Linked DNA regions of Mus musculus: region 2 is linked to region 1. A link is a contact called in public Hi-C data. All regions are on one chromosome and are shown on one strand. The core of a region is the stretch at or near the end of the contact, and the rest is flanking DNA. Distances in the headings are between cores, read along the strand shown. Region 1 overlaps Skp2 (S-phase kinase-associated protein 2). Region 2 overlaps Lmbrd2 (LMBR1 domain containing 2).

The links. Hi-C and Micro-C count contacts between places; a contact is called where the count stands out from the background.
Region 2: a Hi-C map of Th1 cells shows a contact between it and region 1, with 1.8 times the contacts expected there. The contact joins two enhancer-like sites. A contact is called at or near these places in 1 of 15 datasets of contacts at CTCF or cohesin (CD8 T cells), 36 of 484 Hi-C or Micro-C datasets (the C10 cell line, CD4 T cells, the G1E-ER4 cell line and 21 more), 2 of 115 datasets of contacts at active chromatin or transcription factors (bone marrow-derived dendritic cells and embryonic stem cells) and 2 of 9 other capture datasets (adipose tissue and liver).

Annotation. Positions count from the first base shown.
Region 1 is chr15:9,116,964-9,124,271 of GRCm38.p6, forward strand. It overlaps Skp2 (S-phase kinase-associated protein 2), which reads right to left. Exons shown (of 10, transcript NM_013787.3): 5 at 6,907-7,041; 6 at 5,274-5,372; 7 at 4,589-4,719; 8 at 128-179; 9 at 1-5. Among named protein-coding and RNA genes, the nearest start is that of Skp2, 20 kb to the right of the region's middle. Within about 2 kb of position 3,243, at least 14 of the 459 cell types and tissues checked have an H3K27ac peak or open chromatin away from gene starts, as enhancers often do. A contact at or near this core is called in Th1 cells, where this site is marked.
Region 2 is chr15:9,185,876-9,193,183 of GRCm38.p6, forward strand. It overlaps Lmbrd2 (LMBR1 domain containing 2), which reads left to right. Exons shown (of 18, transcript NM_177178.3): 16 at 721-826. Among named protein-coding and RNA genes, the nearest start is that of Lmbrd2, 49 kb to the left of the region's middle. Within about 2 kb of position 4,191, at least 20 of the 459 cell types and tissues checked have an H3K27ac peak or open chromatin away from gene starts, as enhancers often do. A contact at or near this core is called in Th1 cells, where this site is marked.

The DNA.
Region 1 (7,308 bases), core at 1,993-4,492:
TGTCACTGCAACCGAAAGGAAGAGTCAAACCATGATGGTCGAGAGTACTGCTGCTTAATCCCTGCTTTAGGTCCTCCCCCAGTTCACAAACAGCCAATGTACTCCAAAGTTTGATCTAAAACAGTACCTTAAGTCGAGGCGGATGAGGTTGGGGCATCGTTTAATTATGGTACAAAGATCTAGAAAAAGGCAAACAGATGTCATGGTCATGGTCACTGTTAAACAAGGCAGGAGGAGGACGTATGGGGCATCTGAGGCAGGCAGATAGAGAAGTTTGACATTACACAGGACTGTCCCAACATAGAAGTTTCCTGCCGAGGGCATCCAGGAGAGCACCTGGGAATCTGCCGTAAATGTTAAAGGAACTGTGGGAACCCCTGGATTACAACTCTTTATGTAGCAAAGTAACTGGCTGGAAAGACCAGGAAATCCCAATTCATAACAGAAAACAGAAAGACAAACCCCAATAGAACCAAATGCCAGTCCATAAAGGCAAACAGCAGCTTACCAGGAGGTCTCTTCAGCTCAGTGAGGGGAATCATGGACACTTATTAAAAAATTGTCCTGCCATAACTGTAAGAATGAGTTTCCAACTCAGATTACAACCCAGTAAATTCCATATATGTTTGGGTTATAAATGCAACTTTCAATGAATTACTTGCGGACTCTCGGGTTAGGTAGAGAGTGTCCACACAAAGAAAAGCCACCTGTAATCCCAGGGCAGAGAGGCAGAGGCTGAAGAACTGCTGCATACGGTGGACCAGTCTAGACTACATAGCCAGTTCTAGGCCAACCAGAGCTAGATAGTCACACTCTGCCTCAAAAATAAAACAAAGCTCTGCCATGCTAATCATATAGAAGTGTCGGAAAAATGGTGTGTTTGACATAAGCTAAATAGATTAATAGTCTTAAGGATAAACAATACGGGCCGGGTGGTGGTGGCACGTGCCTTTAATCCCAGCACTTGGGAGGCAGAGGCAGGCGGATCTCTGAGTTCGAGGCCAGCCTGGTCTACAAAGTGAGTTCCAGGACAGCCAGGGCTAAACAGAGAAAACCTGTCTCGAAAAAAACAAACAAAAAAAAAACATAAAAAGGATAAACAATACATCAAGAGCATAAACATCTGCAGAAGGGTGGAGCAAGAGATACTAGTGAAATAGCTGCCTAGATGCTCTCAGCAGAAGCACTAGCCATCAGGCCTCACAAGTGCGGTGTGGAAGGAGAAACAGACTCCAGCAAGGCCTCTGATCATCATGCATTGGCCATGATACATTCCCTGAGAGCCTCCGCTTTCCAAAACAAGTAAGTGGAAAACAAATGCCAGGAAAGGTTTTGCATGAAAAACAAAACAAAATACACACAAAGTGCACTGTAATCTTCACCAAAACACACAACCTCCTACAAGTAGAGAAAAGGAAAGGGTTGAAGGGACCATGCCAGGCTGTGACCTGCCTGCCACTAGAGCGAGCACTGGGATTATACACTGTGCAGAAATTGTAGGAGGGTGACAGTGACATAAACTGAGGTACTTTTTAAATGGAAAACAAATTTTTAAAATGTAACTGATTTAAAATAGATACCTCCACGTAATGTTTGAGTGATTACTCTCATAGATGTATCTGTGGTCACATTTCCTCTATATTAGTTTTGTATTTTCAAATCTTTCTCAACATACTGATTTGGCTATGTGGCACTCACCCAGATTTATGTCTAAAACAGTCCGTTCCTGCCCTGGCTCTGTCCCTGTCCTAAACTGCACAGCACCTGATAATGTCATGGGTTCAGTGTCTTAGGCCAAACTTTGGAGATCATGAGATCACAGTTAACTGTGTTACTTCCTCTTCATACCCAGTCTGCTGTCACCAAATCCTGTTATGCCAGTCCCAAATGTGCTCAGATCTGATCCTTTTTCTTAGCACCTCAGCCATTACCACCCTAGTTTCCTAACTGTCCTCCCTGTTTGCCCCTCCCCCAACACCCCCACCTCCAGCCTTTTCTCAATGTGGCACCAGAGTGCATAGTTTCAAGGGTAGGTCAGGTCACAGCACTGCCTCGCTCAGCATAGCCACAGCTCCTTCCTACTGTGTTGGCGGCCTTACCTCTGCTACCACCTCATACCAAAGGCCTTTGTACCCATGGTCCTTTGCTCCACCTCATAGGTTAGCTCCCACACCAAAGGCCTTTGTACCCATGGTCCTTTGCTCCAGAATGTTCTCCCACAAGCGCCTACGTATTTCTCATTTAGATAAGAGGTCTTCTCTTTGGTCACCACATCTTGCACCAGAATGTCCTTCCACAAACCTCTATGTATTCAGGTGTTTATAGGATCAGAGGTCCTCCCTGGCCGTTCTATACAAAGGCAGTCCCTTCTTGCTACAGGCGACCTACCCACTCCGCCTTACTCTCTTCCCTCCATTCTAGCTTCATTCATAGCATTCAGGAAGTCTGCTCGTGGTGTGTCTGTTTTGCTCTGTGTATTTTTATATCATCTTGATTTCTGAGAATAGCCATATAATTATTCTATAAGAATATAAAGTGTTTAAAGGGAAAAATGTCGAAGTACCGCATAAGGAGTGATAGGAAATCAAGACATGGCTGCAGTTTTACAGGTCTACTCTGCCTCTCTGTCTGAAGACAGGCACCTGCAATGACAATGGTTCAAATGTAGATCTCAGACCACTCATGAAGACCAATTATGTTAGCCTGACAGATCTTTCTTCTTCTCAAGCCCCAGACAAACAGTTTCCAAATACAACCTAAGTGTTAGGATGCATTTCAAGATGTTTGGTTCACATCTTTTTAAACATAATAAGTAAATTACCTCTCCCCAGGGTGAGCTAATAACACGCTCAAGACACCGGGCGGGGTTGATTTTAGTACCTAAATTGATTTGGCTTCATGCAGCTAGATTGAATATTAGCCCAAGGCTGAGCTATGGAGTAACAAGAACAACAAGAACAACAACAAACACCATTCCTTTTGCAACCTCTTAGCTGTACAAATTAAGACTCTCAGTGTTACACACAGAGCACAAAAACAGCCAAGTGTCAGCTTGACCAACACTATGGTTATTCCCCACCTGACTTGAAACGCCTGTGTTCACCCACATTGTCTTTTAGATGAATTAAAAAGTTGAAGGTGTAAATGCTAACTTATCAGGTTTCTAGTTGGATTATTCAATCCTAACAGTGTTGACAATTTTGCTGGATTTCTGTGCTGTTCAGCAGCAGTTCTGGCTGCTGACCACTAGATGGCAGCAGCACACCTGCCCTGAGACTGTCAAAACCATTCCTTTGTAAGCAAAGCTTGCTCCTAGATAAAAGCCACTTCTCAGTCAAGGCATGCTTTTGTATCCCTGGGAGAATGACTCCAGGTTCCCTTTTGGATGCTCAAATCCAAGGGCACTGAAGTCACTATGCACATCTTCTTGTCTGCTTACTTATATCTAATATGATGTAAATGCTGTGTGTTACACTCAACTGATCAGCGACTCATGCCGAGAAAAGTTCTTAGATGTTCAATACAGATACAGTAGTTTTTCCTGATTATTTTTTGATCTGTTAATGGTTGAATCTGGATACAGAACCCATAGATTGAGAGGGCTGACTTTATTGTATTTACCTACATTTACATTGGGGTCTGCATAGTAATTTTATTTTAGTAAAACCAGTTCTTCTGGGCAGTGGTGGAGCAGCACTTGGGAGGCAGAGGCAGGCAGATTTCTGAGTTCGAGGCCAGCCTGGTCTACAGAGTGAGTTCCAGGAAAAAACAAACAAACAAAACACCAAAACAACAACAACAACAACAAACCAAAAACAAACCCAAAAAACAAAACAAAAAAACAGTTCTGGGACTGAGGAGTTGGCTCAGTCAGTAAAGTACTTGAGTTTGATTTGTAGCATTTGTGAAAAAAGAACAACAACAACAACAAAAAAACGAAAAACCCCCCAAAAACCTAGGCGGCATAGCATTTACCTATAACCTCAGGACTGGGCAAATAGATGCTTGCCTGCCAGTCTAGCAATATCAATGAGCTCCAGGGTCACTGAGAGACCTGGTCTTATAAAATAAGGTAGAAGGACTCAAAAGGCGGAGCTGTGGCTGAGAGCACTTGTTGCTCTGGCAAAGGACAGGAGTTTGGTTCCTAGAGCACACGAGACAACAAGGGGTCTGTTAACTCTAGTTGCAGAAGGTCTGATACCGCTACAGACTCTGCACACACATGGGATACAGGCAGAAAACCCACACATACAAGGAAACATTAAAAAAGAAACATGGAGAACTACTGAGGTGGTCAGTCACCCAATGTTGACCTTGGTCTTCAAGTAGACACACACACACACACACACACACACACACACACACACACACACAGAGCTTTAAAGCACTCGCCGTCTAGGCCCTGGACTCACAGCTTGCTCCCAGACCAGAAGCTATTTGCCTTTGCCTAACTCTTCTGATGAGCAGTCCCTCGGCTGAAGACCCAGACAACCGGTACACCGGACTAAGGGAGACAAGCAGGTAGCCTCGGTGGGCCCTGGTGGGCCACCATAAAGCCTCGGTGGGCCCTGGCCTAAGAAGCTCTAACCTGTTTTCTGGAGGTTCTTTCGGTAGCCGCTGAGGTTCAGCTGGGTGATGGTGTTTGGTAAATGTGCCACAGCCGCTTGCACGTGCTTTTCAGTGAAGTCAAAGCACCAGGAGAGATTTAGCTCATCCAGTCTGCAGGAAGGAAGGGTGAGAAGAGAAGCATGAGTCCATCAGGACAAGGGAAACGCAGGAAGCCAGACTGTTGACCGCTGCGTGCACAGACCATTCCTGGTGTTGTTCATTTGAAAAGGCATTTCTTTCTCTGAACTCCTACACACTGAAAGGTCCCCGGTCATCTGGGCAAAGGCCCCAGCCTCCGTTTGAGAATGCAGGTTGGAAACTGTAGCTCCAATGTCTCTTCCTCAAAGCTACATTGTTGTTAGCACAGACGGCTATCAACACAAATGCCCTCTAAAACCCACAGAGGATGCTCTAACAATGCCTTTCTCCCCATTCTCTCCTGCTAGGAGAGCCTCAAGAGAGTTTCAAAGTCAACGTCTAGTGATCACTAAGGAGACATAGTTACAAACGGTAACACCTCCCCCCCCCCCCCACCCCCACAAACTGAGCTTAGCCTGAAAGTTGGAGTGGCAAAGACACCACACTGCTCAAGTCAAGAATGTGGAGCCACTCCATCCAGACACCCAGAGGCAAAGCTTCACTGTGACAGCTCAGAGCTTTCCTACCTGGAGCAGCTGCTTAGCAGAGTCGCCACGGCAGATTCAGAAAACCCAGAGCACCCACAAAGGTTTAGTCGCACCAAGTTTTCATTCTGTGCAAGAGTCCTAGAAAAGAGAAATGCCGGAAGAATGCATTGCATCAATGGCGAGTCCTGGTGTGTGTGCCTGTGTGTGTGCAACTGTAGTCAGAAATGGGCTTCAAAATCTATATTTCAGGCTGGTGAGATGGCTCAGTGGATAAGAGCACTGACTGCTCTACTGAAGGTCCTGAGTTCAAATCCCAGCAACAACATAGTAGCTCACAACCACCCATAATGAGATCTGACACCCTCTTCTGGTGTGTCAAAAGACAGCTACAGTGTACTTACATATAGCAATAAATCAATCTTTGGGCCAGAGCCAACAGGGACTGGGCAAGCAGGGGTTGTGGGGTAGGGTGGCGGGGTGGCTGGAATGAGCAGAGGTCCTAAATTCAATTCCCAACAGCCAGATGAAGGCTCACAACCATCTGTACAGCTACAGTGTGCACTCATATACATAAAAATAAATAAATAAATCTTTAAAAAAGATCTATATTTCACTAGTCACAGCTGAGTGGCTTGCTTTGGCTACACATCTGCAAACTGGCGAGAGCATCTTCTTGCTGGGGTTGGGAAGAAGGTTAAATGACACATTGTACTGAGGGATTTGCAAAGAACTTGCAGCATAAATGTACAAGAAACACCAGTGAGTATATATATCTCTTATGTTAAAAGGCTCACCCTCTCCTCTTAGGGACCCTTAGTGGTGATGAGCTATTGTTCTGGAGTTAATTCTTGGTTTGGTTTGATTCACTGTGTGAACTTGGACAATCGATCTGGCCTTTCTGTGCCTCAGTTTTCACATAGTGGGAAAGGTCGAGAACTTACAGCTTGCTCTCAGAATTATGCTTAGGTTGGCATGGCTCTCACTCTTGTTCCGGTTTTCCTATCAGGCTTCCTCTTTTCTCATCTGACTAGTGCAATGTTCTCACATGCACGGAACTAGCAAATTAATTAAGTACATTGCAATCTGACATGGTCCTTCCATTCCCAGAATCATGATGCACCATGCTTCATGGCCTCTTTGCAAACTACCAGAGGCTCCACAGAAAGCCATTATTCTATAGCCATGATCCTCCTCATCTCCCTGATGTGTAGGCTCCAGCTACTAGCAGCTAGTGAGGCATTCAGAACAGCAGCAGTTGTCCTGAGGCTGCTTCTACTGTCCTATCGCTTTGGAGATCTCCTACCTGAATATCGTCAGTGGCCAGCCTGCAAGTCAGTACTCTGAGAAGCCTGCCTTCTTGCATTCAATCAGTTCCCCCGGAATGTTGCCACATAGCCAGCAATGCATTTAACCAACACTCTGCCCTGTAGTTATCTGCCTCACCCATGAAGGAGGCGCAGACCACATACTGTTGACCCCTTTTCTCTCTCACACCTAGAGTAGGTTCTGGCATATGGTCAGCATTCAAGTGTCTGCTGTCTTGAATATCTTAGACAGTTCTGGTTATTTGGTTTGTCCTTCTGGACACGTACACAAGGACACTGTGGTCATATACAAGAAACGCTGCCACACAAAGCGACTGTGTTCACGACATACTTCAGGTGTCACTCACTTGACAATGGGGTCTGAGAGCTGCAGGCCTTCCAGGCTTAGATTCTGCAGCTTGGAGCACTCGGACAGAATCTTATGGAGGTTCGACACATTTATCACTGAGTTCGACAGGTCCATGTGCTGTACCCGGAAAGAGCTGTATATACGAGAGAAAAGAGGCCCTGTGAGGTGACTCACACAAGTACACTCAGATTCCATCAGACTCCTTCCTGTCCGCACATGACAGCCGAGCACAAATAAATACCCCTTTTAAATACTGGAGAAAGAGCTGAGCAGAAAACAAATTGCTTCTAGCTAACTCCTATCCTCAATCATTTTTAAAACTCAAGATTTCCCAAGCACGGATGGATGTTACTGCCAACACGGTCGCACTCCTAAAATTAAAAGGTGGCTATTAGGAGAT
Region 2 (7,308 bases), core at 2,941-5,440, 70 kb after region 1:
TGCTCTTCCAGAGGTCCTGAGTTCAATTCCCAGCAACCACATGGTGGCTCACAACCATCTGTAATGGGATCTGATGCTCTCTTCTGGTGTGTCTGAAGAGAACAATGGTGTATTCATATTCATACAATAAATAAATAAATCTTTTTTAAAAATTAACTTCTACAATTTACCAGAATTGTAATAGACTTGACTACATACACATTAAAAAAAAAAAGTATTCAAAATTCCCAAAGTGCCTGGCATGAATGAATGGCTTGTATAAAACATGGAATAGGTGCTCTCAAATGACCATTTCAGTTAGGTATAAGGTATAGAATGTTAGTTAATGAGGTCATACTGTCTTCCATGGTAACTCATAAGTTTCTGTGAGTCATAGTCTTACATACATCTTTAGTTACCAAAAGTGACTTATCAGATCTCCTGTATTTATAGCTTGCTCAAGTAAAAGAAGGTTTTTAACATCTTATATCTTTTATATGGTTAGGGTAAGCTTGCTATTATTATATTTTTTTGAAGTTTTAGTTAGAATAATAAATAATACAATCATAGCCAGCAAAATGTTTTTGTTAAAAATTAAAGGTGATAAAAATTGATTTTAAAGATACTATTAAAATTATACTGACTTCTAATGAATTTCTGATGAAAAATGGTTATAGTACTTTGCATCTAGACTATTGACAGTATAACAGTTGCTATATTTCGATTGGGGTTCTGCTCTAGGAGTGGAAAGAACGTTATGGACACAACAGAGAGGATTCCACTCGGAACAGAAACGTCCATCCTGACCCCAAAGAGTCAAATTTCTCAGACACGACTACCAACTGGTGTAAGTACCGTATTTCCTAGTATGCTTAGGAATTACTTTTAAATGTTTGCACTGTATAGAACTGAAACCATAGCATCTGGCATCACGAACATCTCTACACTGACTTCCTTTATCATTGTCTAGTGTGTAAAAGGAAAAGGAAATGGTGTATCAGGTAAGTAGTTGTGTTATTTCCAAGGTGTGTGCTAGGGAGGTAATTATTTCTACAATTTACCTTCATGTTTTTCGTCCTTTTCTACTAGTTGATGTAGGTTATTCATTTATCTTTATAAGAATTTGTTAAGCCTTACTGAAGTGCTTTCCCATATATGTAGTGAGAGAAAAATAAACTTCTGTCCCCAGGATGTTCATAATTTAGAGAAGTCCTAAAGATAGATACAAGTCAGCCACCACTGGTGCGAGTTAAGAAACCTGGGTGGCACTGACGCTGCACTGATGTGAAGAGGAAACAAACCCACTGACCTGGGGAAAACACCAGGAACCCTTTCTTTGTGCAGGACTTTACACTGTGTAGCAGGCAAAGTTTTGTCATTGGGGAAGATGACCTATTGCTAAGGAGCTGTACTACTGAGGCTTCTGTGAATAGGGCTCTGTCTGAGATTGAAAATGAAGTAGGAAATCTGAGCATCCTTCCCTAGCTACTCATTTGTACAGAAACAGTGTGGTTAGAGGAGTGATAGTCGCACAGGTACCCTCCTAATGGTCTGAAAGCAGAAAACAGGTACCAGAAACATTCCTGTGTATTGAGGCCATCTAAACACAAGGAAAACGGAAATCTGTAGCAGCTGAAGGGAACTAAAGCAGAGTCTAAATTCACAGTAAGTACAGTAGGTTAATTCAGTGCTCCAACATTCAGGGCCCTACAGAACGAGGCAGGCCTGCCCCATTTTGAATATATGTTATTTAGCTTAACTTCTGTATTCATTTAAATGAAATTTCTAGTCTTTAACAAGAATTTCTGAGGTATATAAGGAAATAAAGTGCCTCTAGTTTTAGAATTATCAGGCAGATCATTGGTGGAAATATCTAATTAGTATGCTTAAAGATGTAGTGGAAAGGTTGGATAATGTGCATAAAGAGATGTAGGGAATTTCACCAGGCAGCTGGAAATTATATAAAGGAGCTAAGTGGAAATTTTAGAAATATTTTAACGGCAGACTCCAGTGATGTTGCCGACTTCTCATGTAAGTTGTTAGCACAGAGAGTACACCTATGCTGAAGGAAATTACTCTGGGGGATAGAAAAAAGGTTCTCTCTTAGGAGGGTATTTTTATACCAAATATTTCCGTAATGAAAATTGAGCTGAGTGTTCAGAAATGAATAATAGTTACCTAGATGAAAGGGGTTTTATCTAGAAAGTGACCGAGCTGTTGTGCTGTGAGAGGATGTTTGGGAACGCGCTTTCTCATGACTCTAGAGCTTAAACAGGAGGCCCCTAGCAAGAGGGGCTCCAGGCAATTTAGAGACACACACTTTCATCCTCAGAAGTATGGACGTTAGAATGTAGGTAGGATTTGTAACTTGGAAGAACATAGTCTTTATTTAAATATTTTTATTATTTTTTCAATATTCACATGTATATTTGACCATATTCTAACCACTTGCCCATCTCCTTCCAGCTCATTTCCCTCTACACACCCAACTTCATAGTTTTTCTTTGTCTTAAAACAAGCAGCAACATAAAAAGAAAACAAAGAAATAAAAACAAAACCAACCAATGAGACAAATACCACAAAGTATGTTTTGTGTTGCTTCACTATTCTCGAGCATGTGGCCTGCTCTGGGTGTGGTAGATATATCCAGTATCACTCCATTTGAAGAAAACTGATTTCTCTCTCTCCTAGCCGCTATCACTTACAAATAGCATCTGGCTTAAGGACGAGACTCTGTGCCTACCTTAACTTCTCCATGCTGGGATTTTTGTGAGTTTGAACATGTACACATTCGGTCATAGTTGTGTGGGCTAAGGTATGCACAATACGCTGAGAGAAGTTGAACAACTCTGGCTCTCTCTCTCTCTCTCTCCCTTTTTGTTTTTTTGTAGAACATGATTTTAATATTTTCAACTGTTAATATTCAACAGACAGAATAATTATTTTAAGATACATTTCATTGTTATGTCTCCTGTATTTCTTTAAGGAAGTTATTTATGTCCTTCTCAATGTCCTCTGTCATCATTATGAGAAATGAGTTTAGATCTGAATCTTGCTTTTCCAGTGTGTTGGGGTATCCAGGACTTGCTATGGTGGGAGAATTGGGTTCCAATGATGCCAAGTAACCTTGGTTTCTGTTGCTTATGTCCTTAGGCTTGCCTCCCACCATCTGGTTATCTCTAGTGCTGCCTGCCCTCTCTCTATCTAACTGGAGACTGTCCTTCCTGTGATCCTGGTTGGGTCAGAATCCTGAGAGTTCAGCTCTCTCTGGGATCCTGGGATCCTGTGTGTGTCAGAGCTCCTGGAAGTTCAGCTGCCTCTGGGACTCTGAGATCCTGGTGTGATTAAGCTCCTGGGACCCTGGGAACCTGTGATCCTGGGCAAGTTAGAGTGTCTGGGAGTGGAGCTTCTTCTGGGTGTTGTGGGACTGGCTGCGGAGTGTACACCCAAGGTCTGCTCAGGACACCAGCCCAGAAGGGAAGGAACCTGTGCCACTGGTCGGGCAGAGTTCCTGGGTGCCTGGTTCACACTGGTCCCAGTTACTTCTGGAATTGAAGCAGATGTTGTATCCTCCTCACCTCTGATCCTATATGTTCCTGGGAGTATTAGAGCGCCTGGGAGTGGTGCTTCCTCTGGAATGTGGGACTGGCTGCAGAGTTAGAGTCCATGGTCTGTTTAGGGCACTTCTGATCCTGCGATCCTGGGCATATTAGAGCTCCTGGGCAACTCTAGCTCTTACAATCTGTCTGTCCCCTTTTCTTTGAGGAGAGGGGAATGATATAAAGACATTCATTCTATTTAGGGATGAATGCTTCAGAGTCTTTCACTTTCTGCTGTTGTCCAGTTTTGGATCTATATGATAATTACTTATTATAGTTAGTAATGAATTTAGCTTCTCTGATGAGGTTTAAGCAATGCACTAATCTTAAGGTGTAGTAAAATATCCAAAGGTGCTGGATTCTTAGGGGTAAGTCCAATCTTTGTTGTCAGAATATCCAGCAAATGCAACAGCAAACCAGCAATAGCAAAAGCAGCAGCAGTGGGGGCCACAGCCGCCACAGCCCCTCTCAAGGCTGTTGCATTTATACCCTTTCAAAGTACCCAGAATTAACCATCTGCAGCTGGCACAAATCACGCCCTCCTACACACACCCTAGACCACAAGACAGTCATAGTTAACAGCTGTGGAAAATCTGAAACAGCTTCATACCCTGCACCTAGGAATAAAACAAAAACATATTCACATAACACAACTGGGCTTTTCAAGAAACCAAGGCTCTCACTACAGTGGTTGGTTACTCTGCTATTACACCAATGGGTTTTTTACAGGCAGGTTGCTATTGTAGCTTACAGGGCTCACAGTGGAGTGAGACTGATGGTCACTGTTCTCCTCTAGTAGTAGCATTGAATAGAGCAGTATCTTCCAACACTACGATGTTAAGACAGTACCTCTGAAATCTAGGGTATAGCTCCTAGTTGAGAACTAGCTCATCTCCGTGTTCAGTGCCATGAAGTATGATCTACTGCTGTTTAGAAAAATGAATTTAATGACAGTATAAAATATGAATTTGGGTGGGTTAGGGAAAAATAAAATATGACTTAGAGAAATGAAGCTCAGAAACCATTTAAAGTCTGTTTTTATAGTGAAGTCAAGGAGTAATGTGGGCTTAAAGTAAAGCAAAGGTACTTGAATAAAGACAGAAGATTGTTTGAAGGATATTTAGGATAGAATAAATAGAGGTTTTAGCTAAAACTCAGAAACAGTGAAGAATCTATAAAGGGATTTAGGTTCTTACTGAGTGAAAGTCTGCAGAATTGAAAGATCTGAAAGTATGAGAGAACTGTTAAGAAAAGAACAAACACAGAGCTTTAGATAGTGAGTTAGAGAAGATGACCATTTTCTCTATGTTAATTTCACCGATCTATGAGCAGTAGGACAGCTTTCCATCTGATGTCCTCTACAGTTTGTTTCTTCAGAGACTTGAAATTCTTGTAATACAGATCTTTCACTTGCTTGCTTAAAGCTACACCAAGATATTTTATATTATTCATGGCTATTGTGAAAGGTAATGTTTCCCTAACTTCTTTCTTGGCCCATTTATCATTTGTATAAAGGAGGGCTACTGATTTATTTGAGTTAATTTTATATCCAGCCACTTTGATGAAGGTGTTTATCAGCTGTAGTTCTCTGGTAGAATTTTTGGGGTCGCGCATATATATATATATATATATACTATCCTATCATTTGCAAATAGCAATACTTTGACTTCTTCCTTCCAATTTGTATCCTCTTGATCTCCTTTAGATATCTTACTGCTATAACTAGAACTTCAAGTACTATGTTGAAAAGATAGGGAGAGAGTCGTCAGCTTTGTCTTGTCCCTGATTTTAGTGGAAATGCTCTAAGTTTCTCTCCATTTAGTTTTTTTTTTTTATAGACTTGTTTTTTTTTTTTTTAAGATTTATTTACTTATTATATGTAAATACACTGTAGCAGTCTTCAAACACACCAGAAGAAGGAGTCAGATCTTGTTACGGATGGTTGTGAGCCACCATGTGGTTGCTGGGATTTGAACTCTGGACTTTCGGAAGAGCAGTCGGATGCTCTTACCCACTGAGCCATCTCACCAGCCCCTTCCATTTAGTTTTATATGGACTACTAACTTGCTGTATATTACTTTTATTATGTTTACATATGTGCTCTGTATCCCTGATTACTTTAATACCTTTAACATGAAGGAGTATTGGATTTTATCAAAGGTTTTTTTCAGCATCTAGTAAAGATAATTGTGTGGGTTTTTTTCCTTCAGTTTGTTTATATGGTGGATTACATTGATGAATTTTCATATACTGAACTTCTCTGCATCCCTGGGATGAGTTAGAGAGGCACTATTTGTTGGATGGATAAATGCATGAAAGAAACAAGGAACAAACTTAAGTGAATGACTTAAGCACATTCATGATTAATTCCAAGTAACCAATAATGCATTAGTGTCACATTAGGAAAAAAAAATACAAGCCCTTGCCCTTGGGCTCATTTAGCCAAGAATGATTCCAGGTTTGAATTCTGTACTTCATGCTTCCTGTCTCCATCCTCTGTCTGTCTGTCTATGATAAGAGTCTGAATCTGTGCCCGCCTGAAGGCTGCCTTGTGAATTTGTCCCTGTGTGACTGTATCTGTCCAAGTGTGTGTGTGTGTGTGTGTGTGTGTGTGTGTGTATGTGTGTATGTTTGGAATAGCACAGAAAGAATCACATGGGGAAAGAAAGAAATACTTTATACTTTACAGAAACCTTTTTGGCTTTGTTTTTCAAGTGGGGTTTCTTTATGTAGCCTTAGTTGTCCTAGAATCAGATCTGTATCCAGGCTGACCTCATACTTTCCTGCCTCTGCCTCCTAAGTACTGGGATTAGAGGTGTGCTGCTGCTACCACCACCAAGATATTTCACATGAATCTTTAACAAGAGTTTCTCAAGGGATTCAGTCATTGATCCCAACAGAACCAAATAACAAATAGTACCTCAAACATCATTATTTAATCAACCAATATCCATGAGTAGATATTCATTTTAGAAGATTTCTTTCAACCTTTGTGTTTACTCCTTTTAGCATTTACATTGTTCCAGGGCAAGGACATGGACCAGTATATGACTTAGATTACAGCTATACAGTAGCTTTGGTTATAAAAATTGATCACATGAGAAACCCAAAGGTTGTTATATTGCTTTATTAAAGGCAGGTGGGACAAATGGGCTGAATACACATACGATAGCCCTATTGTGACCTCAGGGTGTCAATAAGACTGGCTGTGAGATCCAGCAAAAGTTCCAGTCTCTTAAAATGTCATAGATACTGTTATAATATTGTATCACCACATTAGGAAAGAGGCCAAGGAGACAAAGAGATGATACAAATGTCTTGCCTAAGTTTTCCAAAAGAACTCTCTCACAAAATTGAGTCTTTTAATTTTTATAATTTGTTTTGTACTTGTGGGTGCAGTGCATACAGAGACCAGAAGAGAGCAGCATATACCCTGAAGCTAGACTTACAGGCATTTGTGAGCCATGTGACATGCCTGTTAGAAACTGAACTCAGCTGGAAAGAACCAAGATGTCCCTCAACAGAGGAATGGATACAGAAAATGTGGTACATTTACACAATGGAGTACTACTCAGCTATTAAAAACAATGAATTTATGAAATTCTTGGGCAAATGGATGTATCTGGAGGATATCATCCTTAGTGAGGTAACCCAATCACAAAAGAAGTCATTAGATATGCACTCACTGATAAGTGGATATTAGCCTAGAAACTTAGAATACCCAAGATAT